2 separate regions of the Sus scrofa genome follow, and region 1 is linked to region 2. A link is a contact called in public HiChIP or PLAC-seq data. All regions are on one chromosome and are shown on one strand. The core of a region is the stretch at or near the end of the contact, and the rest is flanking DNA. Distances in the headings are between cores, read along the strand shown.

Region 1 (5,452 bases), core at 510-3,009, 310 kb before region 2:
AATATTCATTTCCAACAGAGCAAGCCCTCTGCCATGACCCACCACTGGAGAGGAGCCATCTGAGTCTTAAAGGATTGTTTATTTTCTTCCTTTGTCCATAAAGTCCAACTCCCCTGGGGTCACACGTAAAATCCTTTAACAGTTATCACCTTATCAAGTAACATCTCGGCAAGAAAATCAGCTGTGCGCTCCTTGAGATGGGACGTGTATCTTGTCCATCTGTGTGTCTTTGACACCTAGCAGAGTGCCTGCCATACAACTGATGCTTCACATACACTTAATTGGCAAGTGAACAAATAAGTGATTAGTGCCATCAGGCACTGGGGAGGCAGCCAAGCTGTATATCTGTGGCGAGAAAGTAAGAGAACATTACAGAACGGAAAGTGGGGATGAATAAGCATGGTGGCCCAGTGAGCACAGTTTTATGATTTAGCCAAGAGCTAAGAGTAAACGGTCAAGAACCATCAGGAAGAGCAAAAGCTGGAGGATGGTTACTCTGAGAAAACACACAGGGCTTCAGGAGTCAATGTCCTGGGTACTGAGAGAACATACCAAGGTCCAGGGCTGAAGGTCCCATTACCGTTCATCTCACTTTCTCCAAGTGTCCTATCTTTGGTATCTTGGCCGTGCCCAGGGGCATGTGGAAGTTTCCAAGCCAGGGATCAAACCCATACCACAGCAGCGACCAGAGCCACTGTAGTGAAAACACCAGATCCTTGACCAGCTGGCCACAAGGGAACTCCCACGTGTCCCATCTTAAAACTCCTCCAATCTACCTCTGGGAGCAATGTGTAGGAAGGACAGCTTGGGACTGAAGGGGTGGGTCTGGGGGCAGGGAGCAAGCCACGTGGAGACTGGGTGCTGCTCCTCTTTAATAAGTACACTGTGTAGCCAAGGCGACGGCCAGTGTCTGCCTCTGGGTAAGGCCACCTGGGATTCAGGCCTCTGTTCACCCAGACACACATGAGTAAGGTTTCCTCTGAGTATTACTGGGAGTGCTATATTTTGAAATTAATAAGCAGGTCAGACATTGAGTCAGTAGCCAGAAGTAGGACAGGAAGTGGAAAAAGTCTCCCACTTCCGTGCAGGTGTTTGGGGGCTTGGGACGGCCCCTCCCATTTCCATGACGTCATGGCGGCCGCGAGGGGCAAATGGGGCACCCTTTGAAGCTCTCCCACAGAAGCCACATCCTCTGGAAAAAAAAGTTAAAAATACCGACTTAGAGATAGCATCGCCTCAGGCCACGTGCCGGGGCCAGAGGGCTGGGCCGTTACACCACCCAGACCGCAGGTGCGACAGGAAGGCGTCGAGCTGGGAGGAGCTGGGAGGGGCTGGTGGGGCCCTGGAGACCCACGAGCAGGCTGGGGAGGTGCTGCACACCCCACTGAAGAGACGCACCCCCATCCCAGACCCGCCGCCCTAGCAAGCCCTAAGATCAAATCTTGATCGCCCTTGATTAAACTCTTGCTTAATACAGGCCAGGTCCTCGAGGCTTAGCTCCAGCCCATCCTCCCCAGGGGCCATATCTGTCCATCCACAGCTGCTGGGGCTGGTTCTCCAGTGAAGAACTACACCCCAGGTCCAGGTTGAAGTCCTGGGTAATAGCCCTGATGGACAGCTGCCTCTCAGATACCAAGGACACCAGAATTCAGGCGGCCAGGAGATGGGGAACCCCAGAAAGAGGACCGGAACCTGAGACCCCCAACAACGCCGGGCTTTGGAGTCCTGCTCTATGGTAGTGTCCCCAATCACCCACGTGGGGGCAGCAGCGCTCCACCAAAGAGGCCTCTTCTTACTTAATCTGTTTATTTTGAGAAAGGAAAGCCCCTGTCGCTTGGAAAAACCTTTTTCAGAGGAAAATAAAAGGAAAGAGACCTCATTCCAGAAGCCGATCCCCTACCTTTAATTAGACTATTACTGCACTGGTCTCTGGCCCACGTGATCCTGTCACATCCCAAGGAGGAGAGAGTGCAGGGTCTGCCCCGCAGACAGCAGGGGGCACTACCTGTCCAGGATCACCGGGCTCCCCCATACATAGCCCTGGAAGGGAGTCCCCAGGGAGGGGCTGCATGAGCCCCCTGGGATCCTGGTGAGAGATTTGGATTCAGAATCCAGGAGCCTGGGCTGGTGGCCAGAATCCACTCTGCCCCCAATCTTGCGCCCTGGGGGCAACTCACTACCCACAGCATGTTTCCCCATGGCGGTCAGTGCTCTCTCACCAGGTAGTTTAAGATCCAAGGCTCCTCTCACAGTGCATACATGCCAAGCATCAGACGCAGGCCAGGCTCCAGGGACTCAGCCGCTGTACAACTATATGACTCCACACAGATGAAGGGCAAGAACAGGCAAAACTAATCACCAGTGATGGAAATGGAACAGTGGATGCCTCTGGGGTAGGACTGACTGGAAAGGGCAAGAGGGAACCTTCCAAGTGGTAGAAACGTTCTGCATCTTGATTTGGGTGATGGACACAGGTGTATACACATGTCAAAACGAGTCCAACTGCATGCCTAAAGTTTGTGCATTTCAGCATATGTAAATTACATCTCAATAAAATACTGCTCCCATTAACACACACGTAGTTTCAGCTCAGTAATCTCAAATGCAAATATAAGGGAATGCCCAGAAAGATGAACCAGAGATCCTGCGGGTCAGCGGGGCTGGGTCAGGCTGGACCACATGCTGAGATAAAGTGGGGCCGCTGCCTCACTAGGCCAGCACCCAGGTGAGCTTAGGGGTCCCGGCCCCACCAGTGCATCACTGTTGCACATAGTGAATGGCCACTTCTCCCTTCATTATGGCGTCAGGGGCTTCTGGTTACACCATCGTGTGCATTTTGTTGCCCCTCCACAGCTTCCAGCTTCTGAAAGAGCTTGATGGAGGGGAAATTACAGAACCAGGAGACATTGGCAAGGCTGTAATCGGACAAAAGTCAACTCCAAGCCACCCAGACTCCTCTCACTGCAACATCCCTGAACTTGCGCTTTCTTTCTCCCTTCCTACCCTCTGGGGGGCTCTCTGCCTTCAAAATGGCCCCCTTTGAGCCTTGGCAGAACACAAGGTCTGAAAGCAGGAAGGCAGACCACCCTCTGCGGGCAGCTTCCATGGACAGCCAGCTTCTCAGGTCAGAACACCCGACATGGTTCCAGGGGGCTCACCACTTTTGGGAAGAGGGCAGCCCATTCATGTTTGCTTCAGAAATGCGGGCGTGCTCCCATTCCAGAAGCAATAGGATCCAGGAAAGAGAGCCCTCTCATTTTCAAATTCTTTCAAAAATCCCACTGAAAAGCAGAAAGGGCGCTTGTCTACCCTTTCCCTGAACCACCCACACAAAATTCAGCCAAGGAAAAAAAAAGAAACTATTAAAGGAAGAGCATATAAACGTGAGACAAGCTTGGCAGGACCTAAGCGCATTGAAGTAGATGTGGTTCAGAGAGTGGTCAGTAAGTGGTCTCCACTTCAAGCTTTCAGCCTGGATGGGAGGAAACGGGGTTAACACGCACAAGGACTTCTTTCCAGTGGAGACGGCAAGACACTATTTTTAGCTAACTCTAGGGCGTCCTTGCTTCTCCTTGCCAACCCAAGTTATTCCAGTGATTTACCAAGAGGCATGGGTGGGGCGACATCCCTATCTGGAATCTTTATGAAGAATTTGGCATGTCTGTACAAAACCAAAGCAAACACAATCACAGGAAAGCTAAGCAGGAGGCAGAGGTTCTCTCCCCCTTTCACATATGGGGAAACAGGTGAAGTGGCTTACTTGCCATCACAGTGAACTAGGCCCTCATCAGCACTAGACTGGGCAACTCAGGCTTTCCCCCAAGCCTCGTGGACTCCCAAGTCCCAGGTGGCCCCAGATGCAGCCACCATAAAGGAAGGAGCAGGAACGGATGAGGGTCTCAGGAATGCCCCCAGCCCCCAAGACTGCTTTCTTACATTCTGTTTGGATGTCCCTTCCCTCTTCTGTGACTCTGTCCCTCCTTGATGGCCCTTTAAGATTAGAGTAAAATGGCAAAACAGAGCCCTGTCCGCTTAAGGAGACACTCCCTTAGTAAATGTTGTCGATGTTAGTCATCGCCTGAGGCAATACTTTCTGCACAAGCAAACTCCTGCTACTCAATCACATGGCGGTGAGTTACGGAAGTAATGTCTAGATACACTCTGGTCCCTGAAAGGTCTTTCCCTGCCAAGGTGTGTTAGAAGCCTCCTTCCCTCGGAGTTCCCGCTGTGGTGCAGTGGAAACGAATCCAGCTAGTATCCATGAGGACACAGGTTCAATCCCTGGCCTCGCTCAATGGGTCGGGACTCCAACGTTGCCGTGAGCTGTGGTGTAGGTCACAGACATGGCTCGAATCCCACATTGCTGTGGCTGTGGTATGGGCCGGCAGCTGTAGCTCCAATTTGACCCCTAGCCTGGGAACTCCATATGCTTTGCGTGTGGCCCTAAAAAGCAAAACAAACAAACAAAAGAAGCCTCCTCCCCATCCCCACTTGCGATCACTTCATAGTTTATTTCCTTGACCCCACTTGTAACAACACAATTCTTTTTATGTGCTCATTTGGCTCTCTTCCCAACTAAAACAAAAGGCTCAGAAAGGGAGGTGACTTTGTCTGATCACCTCTGCTCCTCTAGGACCTGGGAGAGTAGGCACTCAAACTTTAAGCTCAACAATGCAGCAGTAGGAAGACACTTCCCCACCAGATGTCTCTTATTAATACCATGTAACTAGATTGGGGTAAAACGTTGATAATTGTTGAAGCTGAATATTGAGTATCCGCCCGTTTCTCTACTGACATGCATGTGTGTGTGTGAAATTTTCAACAATAAAACGTTAAAAAACAAAGTTGTTCATTCCTGGAATTTAAAGACAGAGTAACACAGATAGACCTAGAGATTATCATACTAAGTGAAGTTAGTCAAAGGCAAACATCAGATCACTTATATGTGAAATCTTAAAAAAAAAAAAAAAAAAGACACCAATGAACTTATTTGCAGAACAGAAAGATTCAAAGATTTTAAGACAGATTTATGGCTACCAAAGGGGACAGGTGGTGGGTGGGATGGCCTGGGGGCTTGGGACTGGCACATGCACGCTGTGACACATGGAATGATTAGAATTGCTGCGTAGCACAGGGAACTCTGCCTAATATTCTGATAATCAATATGGGGAAAGCAATCTGGAAAAGAATGGATGTGTGTATATGTATAACTGACTCACTTTGCCATACAGTAGAAATTAACACAACATTATAAATCAGCCACAGAGAGTTGCTGTTGTGGCTCTGTGGAAAACGAATCTGACTAGCAATCATGAGGACGCAAGTTTGATCCCTGGCCTCACTCAGTGGGTTAAGGATCTGGCATTGCCATGAGCTGTGGTGTAGGTTGCAGACATGGCTCGGATCCCACATTGCTGTGGCTGTGGCATAGGCCTACAGCTACAGCTCTGAT
Region 2 (5,379 bases), core at 2,022-4,521:
TTAGGTTTTAGTCCTTTATTAGGCTTTAGTCTGTGGACTCCACCTCACAACTTATCTCCCAAAGGCCTACCTCCTAATATATCATCTTTGGAGCTATCATCTTTGAAGCTTAGGAAATCAAACACGAATGGGAGAGGGGACAACACGCAAACATTCAGACCAAAGCAGCTTGGCTCCTGCACATGCCAGTGGTTTGATCTTGAGCAAGTTATCTAACCTATCTATGACTCAGTTTCCTCAATTGTAAAATGAGGACAAAAATAACACCTACTTCCCGGAGGTGTGGTGAGGATTAAATGAGATGATCTATATGCAGTGCTCAGAAGAGTGCCAAGCATATGGGAGTACTCTAGAAACTATCATTTTGAAAAATAAATATCTGCCCATTTTCCACTACTTCCAATATTTCTCACACTTCCTCAAAGATTTCCAAGAACATTGCCACATTAGATCGCCATCTCTAAATGTACTTGATTTGGTCTATGGTGTGATTATACGGGCCTGGACGCTTAAATTCACTAAACTAATTAAAGCTTAAACTCATTATAAGCACCTAGGTCCTCTTCAATTTCTTCCTAGCTTCTTTTGGCTCAAATTCACTCTTTTTTTTTTTTTTAAATAATGATTTTTTATTTTTTTCCATTATAGCTGGTTTACAGTGTTCTGTCAGTTTTCTACTGTACAGCAAGATGACCCAGTCACACAAACACATATATATTCTTTTTTCTCACATTATCATGCTCCATCATAAGTGACTGGATATAGCCAGTGCTGCTGTAGCAGGATCAAATTCACTCTTAAATATTAATCCCTGTGTCTAACACAGTACCTTGCACTTGGAAGGCACTCTAATCAACATTTATAGAATGAAAGTTTGTTCTACTCTGGTGCCATTTCTTCTGGATGATTCCTCCCAACAGCTAGATCTTTATTTATTTATTTTCCAGATCTTAATTTTTCAGGATACTTAGCCCACTGAGTGAGGCCAGGGATGGAACCCACAACCTCATGGTTCCTAGTCGGATTCGTTTTCGCTGCACCACAACAGGAACTCCTCTTGCTCATTTTTAAATTCATTTCTAAACCCTCCACAAGATCTCTCCCATGACTATTCCTCATGGTTATCTGACTTTTTATTTATTTATTTATTTTGTCTTTTTGTCTTTTCTAGGGCCGCAACCTCGGCATATGGAGGTTTCTAGGCTAGGGGTCTAATTGGTACTGCAGCGGCCAGCCTACACCAGGGCCACAGCAACGCCAAATCCGAGCCGAGTCTATGACCTACACCACAGCTCATGGCAACGCCAGATCCTTAACCCACTGAGCAAGGCCAGGGATCAAAACTGCAACTTCATGGTTCCTAGTCAGATTCGTTAACCACTGAGCCATGACAGGAACTCCTGCCTGACTTTTTAAATTTATGTATCTAACCTCTTTTTCCAACTAGACTGTAAGCTCCTTGAAGCTAAAATGAAGTCTTAAGAGTTCCAGGCATTCTCCAAGTCCCAGTACACAGCATAGAGGATTCAGCCACCACTCAACTAAAAACTCCATGATTGCTTTCGGGACGTAAATATTTTTAATTTCCCCAACCTCTTTGTCCTACTTCCTTTATTCAACATTCTCCTCCCATATTTAGGGTTCTGTTTCTCCTCTCGTCAATCTCAAGGGCTGCAGTAGGAAGCATAGAGACCCAGGAACCAAGTTTCCTTGGCATGGGACTGAGGGCCAAGTGAAAGAAGAGCCTTTTTATGGCCAAGTCTATGGCCCTGCTGAGATCCCAGTTTTGAACACATCAAAACTGATGGCAACAACAAATGTCATGAACAGAAAACTGTTTGTAGAGAGGAGAGAGTGGTAAGGCTCTGAATGAACTCTGTCCAGAGTCAGATCACCCAGGTTCTCTAGCTCTCTCTGTTTCAACATTTACTAGATCCATGATCTTGGGCAATACTAAACTTCTCTGTGCCTAAGTTTCCCTATCTGTAACATGTGAGTAACAATAATAACTACCTCACAAGATGGTGGAGAGAAGTAAAAGAGCAAATATTTGAAAAGTGCTTAGATTTATGCCTGAAATGTGAAAAAAAGCTCAAAAAGTATTTGCTATTATTGTTGTTTACTATTATTACCTATAAGTGCCACAGGGAATCGGTAACCCCAAGCCCACCTAAATCAGAAATAACTCCTGTAACTAATAATAATCATTGTAAGCAGGTATGAAGCACTTCCTAGATGCTCAACTTACATCATCTCCCTAAATGATGACAACAACCTTAAGAAGTATTGTGCCATTATTAACTCCATTTAACAGAGTTAATGCACAGAGAGGTGAAATGATTTTCTCAAGGTCACATAGCCTGCAAATAGCCAAGGTACAATTATTCGTTTATTGAGTTACTGTGTCTCAGCAGGAGAGAAGCCTTGTGGGTGCAAAGGTAAACAGTCTAGGCCTCAACCTACAGGAAGTTTCAGTTTCCACAGAAGGGGCGGGGCGGGGGCGGGAAAGACGAGTAAACAAATATTTATAACACCGGGTAGTAATTGCTGTAATAGAGGCTCACGACAAAAAGTGTTACCGGATGTCAGACACCGGGACAAGAAAAGTACTGAGAGCTTAAGGAGCCAAAGGAAAGACATAACAATTATGGAATATGCAATTGTCTTCTGACAAATGTGTCCTGTAACCCATGTGTTACACGGGAAGTACTAAACAAAGCAGAGTTACAAGTGGAGGCTGAGCGCCCTGAGAGCCCGAGGGACAAGGCGCGGTAGGACCTGAAAGGGGTTAAGATGGGAAGGTGGGCGTGGTAAGCGTTGATTGGCAGGGGTGGGGCCAGGCTCGTCACCCTCCCCCTCCTCCACCCGGGTTCCTCCAACCCCTGGGCTGGCTGGGGTACAGCCAGGGCGAGGGCTCGAGCGCTGGGCCGAGTCGCCAGTCCCCTCCTCCCCAGCTCCTCTACCCGCGTTCCGGGGCTGGAGGCGCTGGAGAAGTTGGGCAGCGCCCGGGCCGGCTCTGGGCGCTGACAGTCGGCAAAGTTTGGCCCGAAGAGGAAGTGGCCTCAAGCCTCGGCAGGTGGCGGCCAGGCCTGGACCCGGACGTTCGCGGCCTGCGGGCGGGCTCTAGGCGAGGGCGCGCCCCAGCGCTGGACTTCGAGCCAACTCCCTGGGCTTCGGGGGTCAGCCTCTGGAGAGAGCGCTGCGGCGGCCGGGGAGAACAACTCCAAAGTTGGCGAGAGGCACCGCCCCGGTTCCCGGGCCGCCGCCGCCCCCCACCAGCCCCCAGCCCTGGCATCCGGAGCCTCGGTCGAGGAGTCTGGGCCATGGAGCCCCCTCGGGGAGGCGGCACTGAGGAGCCAGGATACCCGGAGTGGCGCCGCCTCCCCACTGGGTAGACGATCGAAGCTCCGGGACTCTTCCTGCGCCTCGGGACGGCTCACGATGCTGCCGGCCATCCTTCTCCTCCTGGGTAAGAAATCGAAACGAGGCTACTCGCCCGGGACCCCGCTCCCAGGGCTGTCACCGCGCCCAGGTCCTCTAGCTCCCTTCCCCCTATGGGGCCTCTCACCCCTACCCTGTCCTCCCCTGCCCCGCGGCCCCTGCCGTCGCCTTGGTCGCTGCCTGCCCCAACCCTCGGGAAATCTACAGCCGCTCCCCTCGGCCCTCATACTCGCTCTGGCTTCCTTAGATCACCGTACCCATCCTACAAGCCGCACTGGAGGACCTTCCTTTGAGGTCACACACCGCTGCCTCCCCCTGTTCCACCACCCTTCTCGTAAACTACCCGGAAGCCGCCGATGGTTCCCTTTCCTCCTTGAGAAGCTCAGGTGGAGAAAACTCCGAAGTGTGACTCTTGCCCTTTCTCGCTCTTCCTCTAGGAGGCGCTCTGGCCCACCAAGACCGGATCCTTTTCCCAAATCATGGTGAGTAGAGGATGCCTCTGGGGTCCCATGGGCTTGGTAATGAGAGAGCACCCTAGAGAAAGACTCTCTTCCTTGACTTCCTCTGGTACCTTCCATAGTTTTCGAGTGGAGATCAGCCATCCTCTGTTTTACAGACAGAAACTGAAACCCAGCGTGGGCCCTCACTTGGTAGTTATGTACTATTTGCCCCCCCAATATCCATCCTTGATTCGCCTCGCCCAAATGTAATCTCCTTGAGGATAGAGATCGTATTTCCCGTTCCTCCTGGCCCAGTGGTTGGCACAAAGCAGACCTCATTTTGTTTGTGGTGTTGATACCTAAGGTGGAACAACGATGAGTGTGGTGAGAAGGGGAGCCCACTGACGACTCTGCCTCCAGAGTGTGTGTGGCTGGGAAGGGGGAGTTTCTGTGCTCCTTCTTGAAGAGCCCAGGCCCTTGGAAGCATGAAGCCTGGGGAGGAGTGGCATGGTAAGAGGCTCGCAACTGATGTCCTTACCTTCCTCTCTCCAGCCTGTGAGGACCCCCCAGCAGTGCTTTTGGAAGTGCAGGGCACCATACAGAGGCCCCTGGGCCGGGACAGCCGCATCTCCCCTGCCAACTGCACCTGGCTCATCCTGGGCAGCAAGGAGCAGACTGTAACCATCAGGTGAGAAGCGGGGCAAGACCCTATTCCTTTCCTCACCCTTCTTGCTCTACCGTGGAAAACCCTTCAGGGGTCACTTCTCCATGGTATTTCCATCCCTGTCAACTGGGAGAAGAATGAAATTAAATTTGGACTAATCTGCCCTAAAAGCCTGGCATGTTCTGGGCTGGACACAGTGAATTGGACCTGGGTTGGACTGGACACCTAGCTTGGGTCCTGCTGTCTCTGAAGGACAACAGTCACTCTATAAACAGTCCTTGGGCTCCAATACAGCTGCTTTGAGGAGTCCTTCAACCCACTGCACATCCTTGCCTGGGATTCAAAGCTATTCCTTCACCAGCTTAGAACCTTCCTCAGCCTCCCCAGATTTTTTAAACAGTCCAGGTCTCCCCGGGCTTCTCCGACCTTGGGCCGTGAGGTAGGGCCCATGTTAAGTACCTGGCTCTTGGCTTCACACAGTTCACTTCCCATGAATTCACCCAGAAAGAGGTCGGTGAAGGGAGGGGCAATCCGAAGGAGAGAGTGTGGAACAGAGGCATCAGAATACCATGGTGATCTCAGGTCTCACCATGGGCATTGCAAGGGGTTGGTGAGTTCTTGTTAACCAAGCTATGTGGTTACTGCCAGCACCATACTTGGGTGACAGTGCTGCAACAACAGGGAAGTAATGAATCTGTTCTAACTCCATGCAAAACTCAAGTCACTTTTTCCAAGGGGCTGTAGGATGCATTCCTGGTCTCATGGTGCCATAGGCCTCTGTTAGGGCTATCACCATTAATTACAAAGGAATTTGGCTAACTCACTTTTTAAATC

Evidence for each region. HiChIP or PLAC-seq counts read pairs in DNA pulled down with a chosen protein or histone mark.
Region 1: an H3K27ac HiChIP or PLAC-seq map of alveolar macrophages shows a contact between it and region 2. The contact joins the enhancer-like site here to the promoter of LRP10 in region 2. A contact is called at or near these places in 4 of 5 promoter capture datasets (fetal liver, fetal skeletal muscle and liver), 18 of 47 Hi-C or Micro-C datasets (alveolar macrophages, embryonic fibroblasts, epiblast stem cells and 10 more) and 2 of 2 datasets of contacts at active chromatin or transcription factors (alveolar macrophages and skeletal muscle).

Annotation. Positions count from the first base shown.
Region 1 is chr7:76,461,673-76,467,124 of Sscrofa11.1, reverse strand. No RefSeq gene overlaps it. Among named protein-coding and RNA genes, the nearest start is that of DAD1, 32 kb to the right of the region's middle. Within about 2 kb of position 1,759, at least 47 of the 83 cell types and tissues checked have an H3K27ac peak or open chromatin away from gene starts, as enhancers often do. A contact at or near this core is called in alveolar macrophages, epiblast stem cells, fetal liver and 5 more, where this site is marked.
Region 2 is chr7:76,156,397-76,161,775 of Sscrofa11.1, reverse strand. LRP10 (LDL receptor related protein 10) reads left to right here and starts at 3,271. Exons shown (of 7, transcript NM_001143715.1): 1 at 3,271-3,469; 2 at 3,879-3,923; 3 at 4,434-4,569. The coding sequence starts at 3,442.